Linked DNA regions of Macaca mulatta: region 1 is linked to region 2. A link is a contact called in public Hi-C data. All regions are on one chromosome and are shown on one strand. The core of a region is the stretch at or near the end of the contact, and the rest is flanking DNA. Distances in the headings are between cores, read along the strand shown.

Region 1 (7,241 bases), core at 747-3,246, 170 kb before region 2:
ACCTCAAGATTATCGATGCCTCTTCCCTTTCTGCAATTTAAGGCTTTTGTCCTCTCCCAAGTTCACTACTGGAAGAACCTTCTAGGCAGTTTCCCCATCTCCAGAGCCTCTCCCCTCCAAATCACTCTCCCCACTGCCACCAGGTTTTTTTTTTTTACACGGACTTCAGCATGTTTTTCCTTTGTTTCAAAACCCATTTTGTCTTCTAATTAACCATAAGATAAAGTCTAGATGCTCAGGCATTGCACATAAAACCCTTTATATCTTGGCCCAAACTCACACTTTTCCAGTCCTACACCTTGCCTCTGCTCTCAACACATGCCTTGCTCTTAGCCACATCCGATTATAATGCACCCTTTCTCGAACATGATTTTATTCTCTGTGCCTTCGTTGGTGCCTTGAATGCCCTTCTCCTGTTCTTTAACTTATAAAAATCTCATCCACTCTTCAAGATCATGCTCTCTTGTCACTTCTATTTTCAGGCACCCTTTGGCCCTAATTGATGGTGCTCTCCTCATTGCTTCTACAGTCTACAGCGCTATTGGTATGCTACTACAGAGAGTCTAAAAGTTGTTTTGCATTTCTTTCCTACTACACTGAGCTTCTTAAGGGCAAGATTAAGTTTTGTTCATCTCTATGTCATCGGTAGTTTGTCCAGTGCATAGTACATGTTAGATATTGAATAAAAATTTATTATTTGAATTGGACAGGATGCTTGAACATCATTTTGTGAAAAGACCAGTGATTTCTTTCTGTATAATTCTCAGCCTCTTCTTTTTCAGATATTGAAAGAACCTCAGAATACGATGGTTGATGGGCCCACTTAAAATAGTTGCTATGTTATAGCCCCAATTTTTAGCTGAGTCTCTCTAGGGACATAGAAACTGTGCTTTCTTGAATGACTGGTGCCTCAGTATGGATTTTTCCAGATATCAGAGTTCCTTAGAACTGCGATGGTTTTCAACCTAAGAAGACCTAGATTCTAGGTTACACACACACACACACAAAACCTTATTGTTTTGAATAGCAGATACAGGGTTTCAGTGTTTTTGTTTTACCCTCTTTGGGTTCTAGCCCAACATCTTACTAAGGGCTGAGATTTCGGGGCATGAAAAACGGAATCAACAAAAACAAGGTTTTTACAATCTCAAAACTTTGGGAAACTGTTATCTTGAAAGCCTAGAGGGGGAAGCATCAGTTAGTTTTGTAGAGAACTCGGCAAAACAATATTGAGGCATAAGGCTAGCCTCTGTCATCCTCCTAGGTTAAACCCAACGGGACATGCTGGACTATACAGGAGACACTCGTGAACTCCGTTAAGACCAAATGGGTAGCGTTCTTGAAATGAGCAGCTGTCTATTTGTAGAACTCTGGTAATAGCTTTGGAGTGGGTGGGAAAGAGCTTGGTTCCAATTTCCCCTCAAAGACAATTATTTGCTTCTGACGAGAATCCAAGCAACCAGTTGCCATTGAGAATGCAGTGATTGGTCAGCAAACGAAGCCTATAGGAAGAGCCTTCGGGTGCATTCCTTGTGACCCGTCCTAAGCCTGATGCTTAATTATGGGACCTCTCAGCTCCTCCCTCCCGCCTCGAGCTCCCTTTTGGCTTCTCACAAGGATTCCTGGGGACGATTCCCCGATGCTAGAGTACTTGGGGTCTGGGCCCGTAGGGAACACGTCAGCCTCCCTCCTCGGAGCGGGCCTGATACCGAGAGGGCGCCCGCGCGGCCCGGAGGCGGGAACCCAGGGGGCGAGGGCTCCGGCACCGCCCTGCCTCGCAGAGCAACTGCGCGGTAGTGCGCGGGGGCAGGCGCGGCCTCGGGCCCCCGGCACTGGCTGACCCGGCGCGTCAGCGAGGCCGCCCCCGTCGGCCCTCCCCCGGGCGGGGCCAGCCCCGACGGCGCTGAGTCAGCAACGCGAGGGGGGAGTTTTGTCCCTCCGCGGACCCCGTTTCTCCCGGCCTCAGCCTCCCCGCCGCCACCACCAAGCCGGTTTCCTTTTTCCGGCGCTCCGGGTGCGAGAGGCAGGTCCGGCGCTTTAGGCAGGGAGCCGCAGCGCAACCCCGGCGCTCGCCCGAGGACCCTGGAAGCTACCGTTACGCCGCCGGGCAGCGTGGGCGCCATGAGCAGCGCGGGTGAGGTGCCGCCGTCCCCCGCCGCGGTCCTCTCTGGAGGAGCTCCGCGGTCCCCGTGAGGCCCGGCGGCGGGGAAGGCCGGGGGCTGGGACCCTGGGCGATGGCGGGGAGGGAGCTTTCGGGGCGAGCTGGAGCGGCCTGGAGGGAGACAGCGCCTTGGAGGAGGATGCAGCTCATGGGCTTCCCCGCTGCAGCGGGCATCCCAGGATGCGCCTACGAAGTTAGATCCGGGACGCGGGAGCCCCAGATCAGCCCTCTTCCCCCTCTTTTTGGCGTTAAAATCCCGTTTTGGTCTCCCAACAGGACTGAATTCGGAGAAGGTAGCTGCTCTGATACAGAAACTGAATTCTGATTCCCAGTTCGTACTTGCCCAGAATGTCGGGACCACCCACGACCTGCTGGACATCTGTCTGAAGCGGGCCACGGTGCAGCGCGCGCAGCATGTGTTCCAGCACGCGGTGTCCCAGGAGGGCAAGCCAGTCACCAACCAGAAGAGCTCAGGTGTGGGCTTCAACTTCTCCCATACTTTCCTTGACCTTCCTGACAGCGTCCCATTTTGGTGTCTTACTTGAGAGTGGTCTTAAATTCGTACTGAAAGAACTGGTTGTAAATTCTTAGAGAGTGAGGCACAGGTACAGGCAGGTCTAAGAACATTACCAATGTGGTTTGTTTTGGTGTTCTGTGGCTTGTTAGCACATGTGGTTAGAATACTAAAGTGACATGTCCACGAGTATACGTTTGAGTGTAATTGACTATATTATGTTCCGATGTTTTGTGGTTTGTAGCCCATGTTTTGGAGATACATGGTTTTGGTCACAAAACAGAATATGTGAAAAGGTTCATATCCTTGGAGGACTCCCCAGAAACGCCCTGAAGGCCCTATACTATGAAATAGAAAAGACACAATGTAATTACATTAAAATGTCATCAGATGTTACTTTTAAATTTGTTTCTTGGTTACAGTTGAAGCTAATGTGCTGATGGGCTCAGTTCCCACCAGTAGATCAATTTGTAATACAGAAAAAAGTTCTATTCTCATGCCTTACTAGTCAAGAAGTCTCGTTTTGCTATCTGCTTTCTAGCACCACTCTCAGAAAAAAAACAGGTATAGTGAAAGATTGGATATCCAACAATCTAAATAAGGAGCACATTCTCACAACAAAATTGTACTAAAAGGATTTTTTTAAAGTCTTTATCTACTTGAAGACCCCCAGTCTATCTATATGGACAGGAAGCACATCAGTGCTTGTTTAGAGTCGGTCAGAACTCACAAAGCACACATTTAACTTGAGTACATTTTATTGTATGTACATTTTACCTGAATAAAGTTGATTTTTTAAATGTTAAGGAAAAAATCAAGACCTTACAATAATTAATGTTTTGCTCTAGAAGAAAGTGCTTGGAGTGGTATGGGCTCTCAGGCTACAGATGATACAGTTAGTAATGTCACAGTGGTCCTACATAGTTTAGATTGCAGTGACTTGTTAGGGAACAGGTCAGGTCTTACACATTTTGCAGTGTCACTTTTATATACAAAAGATCCAAATAGCATGTGAGCTGTGTAGTTTATTTTCATGCAGTTTTCACATCACCAGTGCATCCAGATCCCTTCTACTAGAAATATATAGCATATAGAAGAGAGGTGACATACAGGTAAATCTAAGGTAAAGACTAATAGTAAGGCACTGGTGACTTTCAAAAAACACTGTAGTTAACTAGAGTTTTCTTCTTGTTACAAAATTATTTTTGTTTAATGTAGAATATTTGCAAATACCAAGTGAATATTTTTCCTGTATATTTGTCAGGTCTGTGTGTGTGTGTGTGTGTGTGTGTGTGTGTGTGTGTAATGTGGATTGATACCTTATGCATTGTTATGTAAGCTACCTATCTTTTTCACTTACCAATATATTATAAACGTATTTTCATATTAGTAAAAAAGTTATACCCAATACAAGTCAAAGATTTTCCCTCAGAATTTTCCTTCAGAAAAGAGATAATTTCCCTATATTTAAGACCTTAAAGGATTTTTCTAGTGGGCGCTCTCAGTTACTTTATTTTGAAGTAGAGTACAATTTGGAGAAGACGTTACTCTGAAAAACCTCAGATGCGTACTACCTTTGCATGCTTACAGAGATCCTTTGATTGAATCAGCTTTTTTTAAAAGGCGACAAATTAGAATAAATTGATGTTGCATATCATTGTAAATAGACCTTTTAAAGATCATGTAAGTCAGAACAGGAAGTGGTGATAATGGAGTTTGTGATTATACACATACAGGACAAATGAAGAATCTGATTATATAGTTGATGCTTGGCATAGAATTTTCAGGGACAGCATCATGCATGGATTCAAAACATTGACTCAAACATACTAGAGGAAGAGAGATGACGTGTGCTGACTGAAAGAGTGGATCTAATGATGGCACAGACACTGATGGCTAGGTACATGTGAAGAGTATGAATCAGTGTGGAAATGAAATGTGAAGTAGGAAAAACAGTACTTCTAAATCAATTTATGTTAACATGATTTTAAGTATATATTTAAATTTATAAAATATTGGCCGGGTGCTGTGGCTCATGCCTGTAATCCTAGCACTCTGGGAGACGGAGGCAGATGGATCACTTGAGGTCAAGAGTTCGAGACCAACCTTGCCAACATGGCAAAACCCTGGCTCTACTAAAAGTACAGAAATTAGGTGGGTGTGGTGACACGCATCTGTAATTCCAGCTACTCAGGAGGCTGAGACATGAGAATCAGGAGGCGAAGTTTGCAGCGAGCTGAGATTGCACCACTGCACTCCAGCCTGAGTGACAGAGTGAGACTCTGTCTCCTAAAAAAAATTTATTAAAATATTATGGGTAGACAATTTACTATTCCTATATGTTTCGAAGTGTTTATAAAATCCAGTTAGGGAAATATCTCCACTTTTTTGGCTTATCACTAGGAGAATGGAGTATTGACTTACGTTAAGGTCAGCCTATACGGAAGCATATACAATCACCCTATATTGAAGCATATTGGAACGCATATTCCAGATTAAAGGGTAGGGGTTTTTTATTTTTTATTTATTTTTTGAGACGGAGTCTCCCTCGGTCACCCAGGCTGGAGTACAGTGGCACCATCTCGGCTCACTGCAACATCTGCTTCCTGGGTTCAAGTGATTCTCCTGCCTCAGCCTCCTGAGTAGCTGGGATTACAGGTGCTCGCCACCTTGCCCGGCTAATTTTTGTATTTTTAGTAGAGACAGGGTTTCACTATGTTGGCCAGGCTGGTCTCGAACTCCTGACCTCAGGTGATCCACCCGCCTCAGCCTCCCAGAGTGCTGGGATTACAGGCGTGAGCCACCGCCGGATGGGTAGGGACTTTTTAAAGCTTTTGCTAGGTACTGCCAAATTGCATTCAGGTATTTTATGCCTATTTAGATTCCTATCGAGATTGATAATGATGTTTATTTCCCCAAATGAAATAAGAAATGATCTTTCCCCACTTAACAGGTGTCTTTATCATTAACTTTTACAACTGCTTCTTTGTCATTTGTATCTTTTTTGGCCACTGAATGATCTATTTGTGGTCTCTGTTCACAGTTTTCTAGCTATGTTTCTTTTTCTAATGTGATTTTCTTGGGTGATATGTAATGGATTCTTTATTTTATATGTAAAGAGTGTTTTTGTGTTAAAGATATTAAACCTTTGCACATATATTGCTAATAATAATTACCACCTTTCTTGTTTTGTTTTTAATTTTTCTGCTCTTTCTGATTTACTCTTTCTGAATTGTCCAGATCTTGTCATGAGTTCATTGGTGGGAAATAACAGTTGGAGCAGTGCAGTCTGTGTGAACCCTCATAATTTCTTGATGTGCTTTCTTGTTTCAGGGCGATGCTGGATCTTTTCTTGTCTGAATGTTATGAGGCTTCCATTCATGAAAAAATTAAATATTGAAGAATTTGAGTTTAGTCAATCTTACCTCTTTTTTTGGGACAAGGTAGGGGACGGATCTGGCAAGATTCTTTTTGTATTGATTTCAGCGTTGGTAGAGACTGCCTCTTCATTTGTTGCTTTTCCATTTATACCCTGCCCTTTCATAATGGGTGAGACACCTTTTATTCTGACTTCCAGAGTATCAAAAGTTGACTCTTTCAAAGGCAAGAACTGTTTTTGGTTGGTAGGTGGCTATATTTTGCTTGTCTATTTAAAATTTTAAATTTTATATTCAATATTCAATTCAGTGTATCTCCCTTTTTAACATCTTTTTAGGTTATTTGTTCTTTTCTAGGACCTAATTTCCCTTCTCAAGTACTTGTCTGAAAAACAGTAAATAATGTTATTTCATTATTTATTTATTTATGTATTTATTTATTTATTTTTTGAGACCGTCTCACCCTGCCACCTGGGCTAGAGGGCTGTGGCACAATCTCAGCTCACTGTAACCTCTGCCTCCCGGGTTCAAGCCGTCCTCTCAACTCAACCTCCCAAGTAGCTGGAATCACAGGCACATGCCACCATGCCCAGCTAATTTTTGTATTTTTAGTAGAGACAGGGCATTTCACCATGTTGGCCAGACTGGTCTCGAACTCCTGACCTCAAGTGATCTGCCTGCCTTGGCCTCCTAAAGTGCTGGGATTACAGGTGTGAGCCACCACTCCTGGCCATATTCCATTTCCTAATCTTCAAAATGTATATTACTGGCCTGGTTTAGTGGCTCATGCTTGTAATCCCAGCACTTTGGGAGGCTGAGGTGAGAGGATTGCTTGAGCCCAGGAATTCGAGACCAGTCTGGACGTGGCAAAACCCCGTCTCTACAAGAAATACAAAAATTAGCCAGGTGTGGTGGTGCACACCTGTCCCCCCAGCTACTTGGGAGGCTGAGGTAGGAGGATTGCTTGAGCCCAGGAGGTTGAGGCTGCAGTGAGATTGTACCACTGCACTGCAGTCTAGGCAACAGAGCATGACCCTGTCTAAAAATAAATAAATAAATAAACAAAATATATATTACATAGGTGCTCATTAAATGTTTATTGATTAAAGACTTTAGATATCAGGTTTTGTTTTAGCATTGAAATGTAAACACTGTACACATATACGCAATATATTGGAATACATACACA
Region 2 (6,668 bases), core at 2,672-5,171:
CATAATTAAAAATTCAAAAGTTGTAATTAGTAACTTCCTCAATATTCCATTTGAAAATATTCTAGTTGGCTACGCAGAAATGGAGATTTAACTAGTAACCTTGATTTAGTTCTTATGTCAATTACTCTAAAATTTTATGAAGAAATAAAAACAGAAAAATGGAAGAAAAACTTAAGTCACTGTTAAGCGGGAAAAAATCCATTTTAAGAAAAAAGTGATTCTACAACTAGTGGATAAATCTGGCATTATACTGAGTGGAGTAAGTCAGACATAAAAGAGTACATACTGTATGATAGTTTTTATATGAAATTCTGTAACAGGCGAAACTAATCTAGTGATAGAAATACAAGCACTTGTCTAGGGCAGCAAGTGGAGAGGTACACTGACTGCAGCAGGGTATGGAAGGCCTTTTGGGAGAGAGCGAAACGTTTTAAATCTTGATTGGGGCATATACATTTGTCAAAAATCATCAAGCACTTAAAATCTGAGAATTTTATATGTAAATGATACCTCAATTTTTAGCAAGTGTGAGCCACAGAGCCAATGTCTTCAAAAGTAGCAAAGAAATATCAAATATGTTCAATTATCTACCCATGCTATTATATAATAAAAACTGAAAAACGGCCAGGCGCAGTGGGTCATGCCTGTAATCCCAGCACTTTGGGAGGCCAAGGTGGGTGGATCACCTGAGGTCAGGAGTTTGAGACCAGCCTAATCAACATGGTGAATTCCCACCTCTACTAAAAATACAAGCATTAGCCAGGTGGGATGGTGCGTTCCTGTAATCCCTGCTACTCAGCAGGCTGAGGCAGGAGAATCGCTTGAACCTAGGGGGCAGAGGTTGCGGTGAGCTGAAATTGCACCACTGCACTCCAGCCTAGGCAACAGAGGGAGACTCCATCTGAAAAAAAAAAAAAAAAAAGAGGCTGGGCACGGTGGCTCACGTCTGTAATCCCAGCACTTTGGGAGGCCGAGGTGAGTGGATCACCTGAGGTCGGGTTCAAGACCAGCCTGGCCAACATGGTGAAACCCCATCTCTCCTAAAAATATAAAAATTAGCTGGGCGTGGTGGTGGGGCACCTGTAATCCCAGCTACTCAGGAGGCTGAGGCAGGAAAATCTACTAAATATACAAAAAATATTAAAAATACAAAAAATACTAAAAATACAACAACAAAAGAAAATTAGCCGGGCATGGTGGCAGGCACCTGTAACCCCAGCTACTCGGGAGGCTGAAGCAGGAGAATCACTCGAACCTAGGAGGCAGAGATTGCAGTGAGCCAAGATTGCACCATCGCCCTTCAGCCTAGGTAACAAGAGCGAAACTCTGTCTCAAAAAAAAAAGAAAAAAAAATATTAAAACATGACAGGAGTATTAGAAAAGCACACATTTACTGGGCGTGGTGGCTCACACCTGTAATCCCAGCACTTTGGGAGGCTGAGGTAGGTGGATCACCTGAGGTCAGGAGTTCGAGACTAGCCCGGCCAATATGGTGAAACCCTGTCTCTACAAAAAATATTAAAAATATACAAAACTTAGGTGGGCATGATGGCAGGTGCCTGTAATCCCAACTACTCAAGAAGCTTAGGCAAGAGAATAGCTTGAACCCAGGAAGCGGAGGTTGCAGTGAGCCGAGATCACGGCATTGCACTTCAGCCTTGGCAACTGTGCAAGACTCAAAAAAAAAAAAAAAAAAAAAGAAAAGAAAAGCACACATTTGTGGTCGTTTCTGATATATAACTGTGAGTTTCACAGAAAAAGTTTTGGCTGCTAAAATAGAAAATTTTTTTTGTTTGTTTTTGAGACGGAGTCTCGCTCTGTCGCCCAGGCTGGAGTGCAGTGGTCGGATCTCGGCTCACTGCAAGCTCCGCCTCCCAGGTTTATGCCATTCCCCTGCCTCAGCCTCCTGAGTAGCTGGGACTACAGGTGCCTGCCACCTCGCCTGGCTAGGTTTTTTATATTTTTTTTAGTAGAGGTGGGGTTTCACTGTGTTAGCCAGGATGGTCTCGATCTCCTGACCTCGTGAGCCACCCATCTCGGCCTCCCAAAGTAATAGAAAATTTTTATATTAGATGTTATTGTAGTACTATCAAGGGTAACTATTTACTACCATGATTATAACTGAGCAATTACATTTGGCAGACACTGAATTTAAAAAAAGTAGTGTTGTTAAGAACTGTTATATAGTGATCTTAGCTCATGGTTAACAAATTAAAAACTGCTTTTGCTAATAAAAATTTGTAGGAAATTGGTGACATCTTAATAACTCATACCTAGGGATCTTTTTTTTTTTTCATACCTAGGGATCTTTACACCAACAATTTTGTTATGACAATTTCAGTAGTCTGAAAAGACTGTGTATTTGTTTAAAGGTAAAGTTCACAGCTTTTAGAGGGAAAAAAATATTTTAAAAAATCGGTGGAGCTGCTTTCTTTACACATTCCTTTTTGAGAGTTCTGTAAATTATACTTCACTGTACTGACAAATAACAAAGGCAAAGGTATCAGAGTCGCAAGTTCAATTTTTAAAAAATTTACATTTCCAACAATGTACGAGTAAAACATAGGTTTCCTTACCTCATCATCATCATCAGAATCATCCCCAAACACTGATGGTTTTTGCAAAACAGGGTGCAACTGCTGTGTTTTCTTTGGCAAAATAAGCCCATACCTGCATATATTTTTTTTGAAATAGAAATTAAACCATTATGTTTAAATGTTAACAAATACATCTACTATCTCTTCCACATGAAGCTACCAAATCAAAACATGTCATAAGCTTTATGAACACATAACAGACTGTTTCTGCTTCTCAGTAATGTCAAAATTCTAACATGCCGTAAGAGTCTATAATTATTACTTTAAGTGATCATTTGTGGACACGGGCCAAACTCGAATATCATTTTTATCAAAGAAGAGAAGTAAATGAAAAGTTCAGAAATGTTTTAAGATGGCGAAGTGATGGTAACATTTTTTTAAAAAAATGTGTAGTGGAAAGTTTAGTTCATGTCCACCAAAGATTTTAAAATGCTTTCAATTATCCTTGTGGTCTAACAAGTCAAGAAAACGGCCAGATTTTTTTTTTTCCTACTGTGTATTTATACAGTTTCTAAGAACTGACTGGATAGTGTAACTCACTAAAATTTTTAAAAGATTAACTGAGAAACCCAAGTAGCCATGGGGCAAGTTCGCATTACACTTTATTAAGATCACGTGCTTTGCTAAGCGAACCATCCCATCAGATCCACCTCCTTCAGTTTCTCACGTTTTGGCCTTTAAGATGCGGAGATCACGGGAGGCCGCATCAAAACTAAGGATTACACATCAAAGGTAAACCTTTCAAGTACGTACAGTATTTGTCTCTTTTGCGGCAACGTATATCCCAATTTCCTATATGCCTACCCTTTTTCTGTGGCTTCTCAGAACAATATTCCTAAAACGAGAAGGAAGGGCGGGAATCAGGACTTGAGCTTCTGCCAAGGAGAACAAGGCCCTCTAAGGAAGCCAGGAATTGTCTCTCTTCACACTGCCCCTGAGAGCATCCAAGCGGGGAGAAACTCAAGCGCGGGGTAGGAAGCAAGACTGAGGGGCCTCAGACCGAGCTTTTGGAAAATAGAAAAGTCTCGCTCTCTGCCCCTCAGCCTAACTTCCTTTATTTCCTCACAAGTTTCTCCCTCAAACTTCGAGCTTCCATCCTGGAAAATGTACGGGGGAGGGGAATCTACGTTCCTCAGGATTTCTCGTTTTTTCCCGTCTGTACCCCTGAAGACACAGTCCCTTCACTTCCAGCGCATTTAAAACTCCTCGGCCAAAGACACAGTCGCCGTAGTTTCTCATCCCCCAGCCTGACCCTAACTCCCGCATCACTCACTGCCTGCCCGGAATCGCCATCTTGCTCCCGTGTCCGCTGAACGTGGCCGACGCCACCGTGACGCTGACGCCGATGACGTCACTTAAACTCTCGCGCGGCTTTGGGTGGCCCGGATTCTGCTTGTCTGTTGAGTGGCTGGTTTGAGTCACTTCCACCGTACTGGGAATCGGATCCCGTGGCCTCTGTTTTGTTTCGGAGCCCACCGGCTGCCTCAAAATCTGTAGGAGAAAAGAATGACAACGTTCTAGGCCAGTTGTTCCAGAGTGTGGTTCTGCGACCAGCGGCATCACCACAACGGGAGATATTGTTAAAATGACAAATTCTCGGGCACCACCCCAAACCCGCCGAATCAGAAGTTTTGGAGTGGAGAGAGTTATCTGAATTTTAACCCGCGGGTAATTCTGATACTCAAGTTTGAAAACCACGGCCATGGCTATCGATATTCCCCCTACCCACTTCCAAGTGTTCAGTTTAACTGGTTCAGGATAATTAGGCGAAAAATGAAAATCCATGTATTAATAATACCTTACATGGGACCAAAATTATTTTTTATTTTTATTTGTTTATTTTTTTGAGACGGAGTTTCGCTCTTGTTGCCCAGGCTAGAATGCAAAGGCGCGAACTCGGTTACCGCAACCTCCACCTCCTGGGTTCAAGCGATTCTCCTGCCTCAGCCTCCCGAGTAGCTGAGATTACAGGTATGTGCCACCAGGCCCGGCTAGTTTTGTATTTTTACTACAGACGGGGTTTCTCCATGTTGGTCAGGCTGGTCTCGAACTCCCGACCTCAGGTGATCCGCCCGACTCGCCCTCCCAAATTGCTGGGATTACAGGCATGAGCCACCGTGCCCGGCCCGTATATGATACCTTTTTGAAAACTCTACCCACATCTGTGCACTCATTCACTCTTGGTTCATTCCAGACTAGTCTCAGAGCAGCCAAAGAGATCAATTACTGAGAGAAGGATGTTGAAGTCTCCAACTATAATTGTGAATTTGCTTCTCCTTTCAATTCTATCAGTTTGTGTCATGTATTTTGAACTTAGGTATGTAAACATTTAGGATTGTTATGTTCTCTTGCATTAACCTCTATAGCATTAAGAAGTGGCCCTCTTTCTTCCTTTATTCTTTGCTTGGTCTGCTCTAAATATAACTGGCTTTCTTTTGATTAATGCTAGCATAGTGTATGTTTTTCAACCTATTTTAATCTGTGTATTTATATTCAAATTGGATCACACGTTGACAGAATATAGTTGGGTCTTTTTTATCCAGTCTGACAGTCTCTTCCGTTTAATTTGGATGTTTAAAACGTTTTCATTAAAGTGACTATGATTGCAGACTGGGTGGGGTGGCTCAGGCCTGTAGTCCCAGCACTTTGGGAGGTTGAGGCCAGCATGCACAACGTAGCCAGACCCCATCTCAAAAAAAAGAAAAAAAAAGTATGATTGCTGTTTTCTACTTTTCCCAACTGTGATTCAGCTTATGATTTTCATGCTTCAGCCTCCTTTGTTGGTTTATTGACCATACTTCTTTGCTTGTTATTTTTTAAAGCTGTTGCTTTAGGGTTTCTAATATATGTCTTAAACTTATCACAGTCTACCTTAAAGTAAGAATCTACCGCTTTCTGTATAGTATAAGAAGCTTACAAAAGTATACTTCCATTTTATCTCCTAGTTTGTGCTATTGTCACTATGTCGTAAATGCACGATAAATTATTTTTGCTATAAAAAGTAAATTCGTTTTTAAAAAGATTTTTTTGAATAGGAAAAATATGTTTACCCACGTATTTATCATTTCTCATGTTTCCATGTCTTTGTGTAGATTCGGATTTCTGTCTAATATTTTTAAAAATCTTTTTTAAAATTTTTATTGAGCAGTAATTCACATATCGTACAATTCATTCATTTAAAGTGTACAATTCAGTGGTGTTCAGTATAGTAAAGTTGTATTTTTAGTATAGTCATAGTTCTACTACCCTCACCACAATCAATTTTAGATTTTTTTTTTTTTGAGACAGAGCCTTGCTCTGTTGCCCAGGCTGGAGTGCTGTGGTGCATCTTGGCTCACTGCAAGCTCCTGGGTTCAAGCGATTCTCCTGCCTCAGCCGCCCAAATAGCTGGGATTACAGGCATGTGCCACCACACCCGGCTAATTTTTGTATTTTTAGTAGAGACAGGATTTCTCCATGTTGGCCAGGGTGGTCTCAAACCCCTGACCTCAGGTGATCCACCTGCCTCGGCCTCCCAAAGTGCTGGGATCACAGGTGTGAGCCACTGCGCCTGGCCACTTTTAGATTATTTTTAATACCCAGCAAAGAAACCATGTACCTATTCGTCGCTCCTGTTTTCCTCCAAATCCTCCAGTCCTGGGTAACCATTTTATGTCTATAGACTTGAAGTTCTATCAGTTTTAACTTCATGTATTTTGAAGCTCTGTCATTAGGTTTACGATTGTAATGTCTTCTTAATTGACTTTTCATTATCAAATAACCTTTATCATTATAATATTCTTTGCTCTGAAATCTACTTGTGTGATATTATAGCCACTCCGGTTTTCTTTTGACATTAACTCTAGGGAAAGAAAAAGGATGTACAGGAATGGAAAATAATTGTAATTTACAACATGGCTAAGCTCTAAATAGCATACATAATCATGATAATATAAACACTGAATATTGATCTATTCTGATTAAATTACTATGTAATAATATTGAGAAGAATGGATGGGAAGTGTGTGTGTATGTATGCTGAGGAAGGAGCTAAATCTTTGTATTGTATACTGGGAGATTAATAGATACTGC

What was found. A called contact is a pair of places that touch in the nucleus more often than the background predicts.
Region 1: a contact with region 2 is called in a Hi-C map of cortical neurons, with 2.8 times the contacts expected there. The contact joins the promoter of BLMH here to the promoter of NSRP1 in region 2. A contact is called at or near these places in 4 of 14 Hi-C or Micro-C datasets (cortical neurons, fetal cortex germinal zone, fetal cortical plate and 1 more).

Annotation. Positions count from the first base shown.
Region 1 is chr16:39,034,724-39,041,964 of T2T-MMU8v2.0, reverse strand. BLMH (bleomycin hydrolase) reads left to right here and starts at 1,996. Exons shown (of 11, transcript XM_077970734.1): 1 at 1,996-2,134; 2 at 2,438-2,635. The coding sequence starts at 2,576.
Region 2 is chr16:38,862,644-38,869,311 of T2T-MMU8v2.0, reverse strand. It overlaps NSRP1 (nuclear speckle splicing regulatory protein 1), which reads right to left and starts at 3,921. Exons shown (of 7, transcript XM_077970729.1): 1 at 3,402-3,921; 2 at 2,577-2,670. MIR423 (microRNA mir-423) reads right to left here and starts at 3,655; the gene lies at 3,562-3,655.